Regions from separate parts of the Zea mays genome. Here region 2 is linked to region 1. Evidence: chromatin contacts called from public Hi-C data. All regions are on one chromosome and are shown on one strand. Each heading gives the region's core, a stretch centred on a gene start, on an enhancer-like site or on the middle of the called end of the contact. The rest is flanking DNA. Distances are from core to core; before and after follow the strand shown. Region 1 holds the start of LOC100381605. Region 2 has its middle 37 kb from the start of LOC100191201.

The links. Hi-C and Micro-C count contacts between places; a contact is called where the count stands out from the background.
Region 2: a Hi-C map of ear shows a contact between it and region 1, with 2.5 times the contacts expected there. The contact joins the enhancer-like site here to the promoter of LOC100381605 in region 1. A contact is called at or near these places in 3 of 25 Hi-C or Micro-C datasets (ear, leaf and tassel).

The regions. Positions count from the first base shown.
Region 1 is chr5:167,950,694-167,954,151 of Zm-B73-REFERENCE-NAM-5.0, forward strand. It overlaps LOC100381605, which reads right to left and starts at 1,653. Exons shown (of 9, transcript NM_001174423.1): 1 at 1,593-1,653; 2 at 930-1,107; 3 at 514-837; 4 at 185-419. The coding sequence starts at 1,033.
Region 2 is chr5:168,058,469-168,062,062 of Zm-B73-REFERENCE-NAM-5.0, forward strand. No RefSeq gene overlaps it. Among protein-coding and RNA genes, the nearest start is that of LOC100191201, 37 kb to the left of the region's middle. Within about 2 kb of position 1,638, at least 17 of the 20 cell types and tissues checked have an H3K27ac peak or open chromatin away from gene starts, as enhancers often do. A contact at or near this core is called in ear, leaf and tassel, where this site is marked.

The DNA.
Region 1 (3,458 bases), core at 403-2,902:
CACAATCTTAATAAAGTCAGACAAATAGACATAAAATACTATATGTCATGAGCCAATAAAATATAGAAAGGGGAGAGTGCTAATACCCCTCTTTTAGTTGAAAACAGATCAGATACTAACTTGTAATAAACTGAGTATACATAAGCAATCCTAGTCAAACAACGAGTTATGGTGTGCCTCTTGCCTCCATTTCCAGAAGCTGGAATGTGATCAGAAGAAGCCGCAATCTGGGACCAGCATGAATGGCAAGCATACTCAAAGGATAGTTTTTCCTATCACTCATGAGTCCATCCTCTCGGCTATCCAAAAGGGCATCTTGAACATGTGCTTGTAAGGCTTTGGAAAGTTTAGCACTCACTTCACTCCACATATCGTTGGGGTCAAATGCAGCATTCCTTTCAGGCAAGAACTTTAGGTCCCTAAATTTGTGAAAAGGAGTCGCGTTAGCAGTTATTTTTTCTGCTATGCCACCACTCTGATATCTAGAAGTAATAATTATGGAGCTAGTCTTACCTACCAGAATGAGAGGAGCTTGGCTCTGGAATATGTTGAGAAACATTCTGATTTCTGACACGAGGAGATGTCTGCCCAGAGGGTACAACTCCAGCCAAATATGCAAAAACCATGCTGATAGTGAGAAGAGCTTCATCCGAAATCAGTATTAGATTTGGTGAGACCATGCTCTCCGAATCCATGAGTGGCTGCAAACAGTAACATTTAACTGAAGTTTCCACCCTGTGATCCCTTCCATGAAAACCAAAAGGGGTAAATGCAACACTTGTCCATTCTCTTGCTGCTTTGGATTGGCATGGAAGATGAATCTTGAGGGCGTAGTTCCTGCAAACAAAGTAAATGCGAAAAAAGTTGGATGGCAACCCAACAACTCAAGACTATCTCAACGTAAGGATGGGGGGAAAAAGAATGGCAACCTCTTTGGATCCATGATTGGCATATTCAACTTGCTGTTGGACCAGGTCCATCTCCCTTGATACTGGCCTCTCACTCTCAGCGTTGCCAATGAACATTCGGCCATTAGAGGATTACTAGAGCTCCTGACTAGTGTTCAGTGCATCACAAAGGTGCGAAGGGAGAAAGAAGCATTGTTTCCTGCATAAGAAAACAAGTATCAGAATTTCTGGTGAACTAGAGTCGTTAGTGAATATATAGATAAATGTGAAGACTGCGTGATCAACCGAAACAGACAATTTTACACAGGATTCTAGGTGTATGTTTCCCATCACAAAGCTGTAGCTTCCTATTCGTATGTCCTACCACCTGAAGCTGAAGCAATAACATTCCAATCAACAGCAAATGCGCAAGTTAGATCTGGCTAAATCTAATTCGATTTCCTGCGTTGAGGTTTATTGATGACTCCTTCACAGAAGCACGGAAGGCAGGGGGCACAATGTGTCTTGGTGGCAAGTGGCAACCAATCCGTAAGCCGTAGCAGAAGCAAATGTATCTCTTGCCAGTGGGAGGCTGGAGCTCCAAGGCCAAGCAGCCCCAGATCAAGGGCGGACCCAGCCTCCGAACCCTAACCCGGTCATGCCGACAACCTGAGAGGAGGAGGGAGGAGGAGGAGGAGGACCCACCTTGCCGCTGTTCCTAGTCACCGGAGCTCGAGCCCACGAATCGGAGCACGAGGAGAGAGAGAGGGCGGCTGACCTCGGACAGCAACAATGCTGCGAAGATAAGGTTTGGGGAGCGTTGCCGTTGGATCTTCCGCCTGGGCATCCGACGGACCACGGAGGCGCGCACGCCAAGCTTCTCCCGTGCGCAAAAGTGTGCGCACAAGGACCCTGTTTGTTTGTTTTTTTTCCTTCTCACCCCACTTAGATTCTACCCCCTCGGTCACAAATGTTGATCATTCTCATTTTTTAGGAATCAAACATTTTTATCTTTAACTATATTTATATAAAAAATATTAATATTTGTTATGAATCAATACGATATAAAGTTGATCAAACATAGAGAAGATATAGATTTAACGTGGAACAAATCAAAGTGAAAAAACCGCGGACGCCGGCTAGAAGAATATCACTATTTTTTGGGTGGTTACAGATCGCAGAAGATTTACAATTAGGTCGATCTCCTGCAGATTACAAGTGTATTTATAAAGGCTAAACCCTAAGGTGAGTAGGAAACGATTTGTACCGCGGGGGCCTTCGCTTCGCTCGCCAACTTGGCCCTCTTCTTCAGAATTTAGATCACAAACTCAACAATATTTATAGTACATAATTAATATCATTAGATAGATCTTTGAATTTATTATTATAGTAAAATTATTTGAAGACACAAATATTGCTAATATATTCTATAAATCTAATCAAACTTAAGAAAGTTTGACTGACACGAATACCATAGCGACAAACATTTATGAACAAAGGAAGTAGGAAACACAATGATTCTCTCGATTATTTATGGCATATTTGGAAGGACTTTACTTTTAAAATTCCAGGTCCGTTCTAGCTTCTTCCATCCAAGCAGGTCAAACTTCACGAGCTCTAGCTTTAAAAAATTAAAACTAGAGACTACTTTCATGAAATTTACGAAGCTCTTCAAAGGGTGCTTCACAAACACTATTTTCACATCTCATCATGAAGTTGCATGAAAATTACCAACCATGCCACTGGTTACACAACATAGCGCTTTGATTTTCTCGTGACAACCACTAATTATCAAGGGTAATAAGAAAACTCACATAAATCAATTGCATTACAGAAGCTGGAGCCCATGTACAAGTCAAACACTACTCGAACCCACTTCAACAATTTGTTAGAGCTGTTTTATGATGAAGCTGGAAACCCGAAGCTGAAATTTTTGAAGTGAAACTCTCCTAAACATACTCTTAATTTCTGCTTATCAAATTCAATTATGAACCGTAGACTTTGTAAGAAGCAAAAATAATTTAGACGCTCAGTTGGACTATCACTTTGAATTAAAGCCAATTGTTCGGACTATTTCAACTGTAACCATAGATACAAAACACTGTAGAAATAGTAGAAGCAGTTTCGGATTAAAGCCAAGCGAACAGATTGTCGCTTATTTTCATCCATAAACGTATTATAAGTGAAATTAAACATGCTCAAGAAGGGAAAGGGGTGGGCATAGCCGTGTGGATAGGGCTAGAAATGACCCAAGCCGAGCTCAACTTAGTGGTTGATCAATCTCGACTTGGCTCAAACGAGTTGAAGAATGAGTTTGGGCTCATCTCTAAGTTGGCTCGTGAGCTGACTCGATTAGCAAGTTATACCCTAATAAATGTTATTACATTATATGTGTCAGGGGTAATAATTAGGGAAACCCGAATTACCCCCTAACAAACGCACACAGAGAAACAAGGACGAAAACCTTCGAGGGGCGACAGCCAAGCTACCCACAAAAAACCGAGACATCTCCCCGAGAGTCTCCCACCTCAGGCAGGACTCCGCCTCGCCCGAGGTCACCGCTGCACCGTC
Region 2 (3,594 bases), core at 388-2,887, 110 kb after region 1:
ATTTGTTGAGCAAAGAAAATACTTATCTTTCTCATTCAATTTTTTTTCTCTAAATACCTCCTTTGCTTCTCACCCAACTCTATTTTTCAACTTTACAACCACTAAACGGATAGAAACCCAAAGGAGCGAAGACTCAATCATATACAAGGTCTCAACACATGAAGTCATTTTCTTTTATTTTTTAACGAACTGAGCCTTTAATGAAGTAATTTCTTCGGCCATTTTCTTCTCACGTAACAATAAACCCTTGGTGGTAGATTCAACTCACATTCATATACCTCGCATAAGCAAAGTATTCGATACCAACAAAACATCAATAAAACTAACAACCAAAAACGAACTAAAGATAAATTAGAGCACCTAACCTTATACGCTAAAGCAATAGAGGTGTCATCGATGCATTTGGATAGCTTTAATTTTGAAGGCCTTGGCACAACTCGAAGCTTTTTCAAATCAATGCTAATGAATTTAAAAGCATCTAGAGACAAACATTCATCTTGACAGAATTTTAAGCATCGCCGATATGCATCACCATTTACTTTTGTAGTCTCCTCAAAGCGAGTATCTACGAGAATCTTTACTCAAGTATAGGGCTCGTCAATCACCTCTTCTATCTTGTCAACATTTATGGTGCCCTCCTTTTGAGCACATGACTCAACAAATATATCACCTAAGATAAAAAAAAATATAGTCAACATCCATCAACAATAAAAGTTTACAACAAAAACATTACTTACCAATGGTGACACTGTCTTCAAGGTGTTTGGATACCCGACCACCAATAATGGCATTGATGGTGCTCTCGTTTAAATGAGCAACTCTTGCCTTTTCGGCTTCCTCATCAAATACATTGTCATCATCGTCAAAGTTGACACTTGCAAAAATGGTACCCTTCTGTGTTTCAGCTTTCATCGTAGGGGCTTCGGACGTAGGCGCTGTGACATCGGCAACAGAACTATTAGCATGCTCAACTTTCACTTGAATCTCAACGATATTTTTACCTTGATGCGAAGCTAAGCCCTCAATTTTGGCAAGTCACCAGCATCTCATGGAGGCACGTCACCTACTTTGCCTTTTTCTAGAGATCGAATAACTTCCTAAACTGCTGCAAGACTATAAAGAAATATATGGATCTCAACCTGATCTATTTGTACAGGAGGCAAATACTTTTCTTCCTCGTCACTACTAGACCGAACCTCAACAAATTCGGCTTTCTTTTTCTTGGCTAATCTTTTCAGAGTCGGTTCTCTACGTGCCCTCTTCTTAATGAAGGTATATGTTATTTTTGTATGCTTAGTTCCAGTTTTATTTTTTTTCCTATGGTTATAAGTTTTATTAATCTTTTCCCCAGATTTTTCTATCAATAGAAAAAAATATTATTCAGACTTCTCAGGTTTGAGTAAAAAGAAAATAGAGTTTTTCTTCAGTACGCAGCCTGGCAAATTCAAGCCTGCTCGTTGTTTCTCCTTGACTTGGCCTGTTTATTTTTCCCTTCCCTTCTCTGCGCTTTCCTTATCTTGGGCTAGCCCAACTTTTCTTGCTCGCTCCCAGCAGCATTCTTGCGCGCCTCCCTTGCAAGTTGGGCCGTAGCCCAATGGCCGGCTGGTTGCCAGTCAGCTCCATCCGCTCTCTGCCCTCTCTTCTCTCAGGTCTCAGCTCGTGTGCGCTCACCCTCGCTTTCGGTTACGGGCCATGGCCCAGCTACCATCAGCCCGACGACACCTCTCCTTTTGACTCTGTGGCTGCTCGTCGTCCCCTTCGCTCTCCGCTGTCCTCTCTCTTCCACAGGCAACAGGAAGCACACGCCACTCTCTCATCTCTACGCTAGTTTTTACTCGGGAATTACCTTGAGAACCTTGTGCAAGCTTTGGAAGCTGTGTTGGAGGACGTCCGTGCTATTTGCCCAGGATGCACACAACAACAGCTCCAAGAATAGAGGAACTAGAATCCAAGAAGGAGCGGCCTCTTTTATATTAGTTGACCGTCTCTTTTGTTTTTTTATAAAACCGAAAGCCAATTAAAGAGATTGACTTTTACCGAAAACCACAGCTAACAACAGTTTTTGCCGAGTACAATTTTGATAACATTTTTATCCCTTCTTTCACATATTTCTGGCTTTCAACGATTCACGAAAATTGCCCACCTAGCACTTGTTACCGGTTTATTTCTTTTTTTCCCCCGGTACACGTGACTGTCTCGATGGTGGCGGGGACGGTCCCGATGCGGCCTGCCTCGACGTGGTGTGGCGCAAGCTGTCCTGCATCTATTGAAAACTACGTTACCACGGATCACCAGATCCGCTCCCTTCTCTCTCGTCAGCAGTAGAGGTGTAAGAAGATGTAGAGAATCCGTCTCCTTCCCATAAGCACGACAGAGGAAACACATGAGACACTGGATATAGGGTTGGGCCTCTGGCCTCTTTCTGATCTCTGTAATATAAAGAGGTGTACAGGTTCCTTATATAGAGATGTGAGACCCCTCAGGGGCAAAGCCGGTATTTGCCCACATAACCCTAACTAGGGTTACTTAACACTCCCCCTTGGGCGAATACCGCGACCAACACATGCCTCGTTAAAACTCTGAAAAACCCAGTGGGAAAAAAGTGGAGAAAGAGTGCATGGTGATACAAATTGCATTTGTACTTTGTTGCCTCGTTAAAAACCTCATGTGAGAAACTTCAAAAAAAAACTCACCAAGGGAAAAAGAGTACAACAACTGTCATCGGGACAAATTTCGTTCCTCTGGGATCTAGATTCTATCGAACCTTCTACAAGGGCTAACTTTAGAAATGTGCTCCCCCTGATCCTTGCAAAACTGTATCAATAAGGCGAAACATCTTCTTCTGGAAGTATATACACATAAAGATTTAGCAAACGGATTGCATATCCTTGCAAGGACTATTTCAGGAACTTTACCTCTACTCACTTCTAGGATATACGAGGTAAGTGCACATATCAATATAAATAAGCCACTTTGACTGATGGTGTTCGATCGACTGGATCTATATATTTGATAGAAAGTTCTATAAAGATTCATATATTGATCATCAAGCTCATGCTTTCAGGGCATAGAATATGTCATTTATTGTCTCACGATTGTGATCAATATAAGAATTCGCTCCCCCTGACGATGACATCTGTCAAAGTTGTTATCCCTCATAACTCAAGCATATTCTTCAAGATATATGTCTCATTGTTCATCTGGAATAACGAGAATGGATGAGGTTGGGGTGCTATCATTTTCTATCTTACACCACAATTTATACATAGTTGTGCAAAGCAAATAACATGTCCTTCAATAGGACTTAGGGGATAATATAGTTGCAATAGTACATATTCTAAATATGACACATCGCTCTAGGCATTCATCCTTTGCAACATCTATGATGGTGTAACAAAAGTCCATCAAAGATCGTAATCCATCAGAGATTTTTCATCGATCAGATATATCGTTATAGTCTGTCATTCTAGCACAATGGGGATATTTTGCCAGTAACACCTAAACCTTATAGGTTTATGCCATCATGGCTTTAGAGGATACCATAATTCCACATCTAGTAAAAAATACCGTGAGTAAAGATCGTGAAATATACAT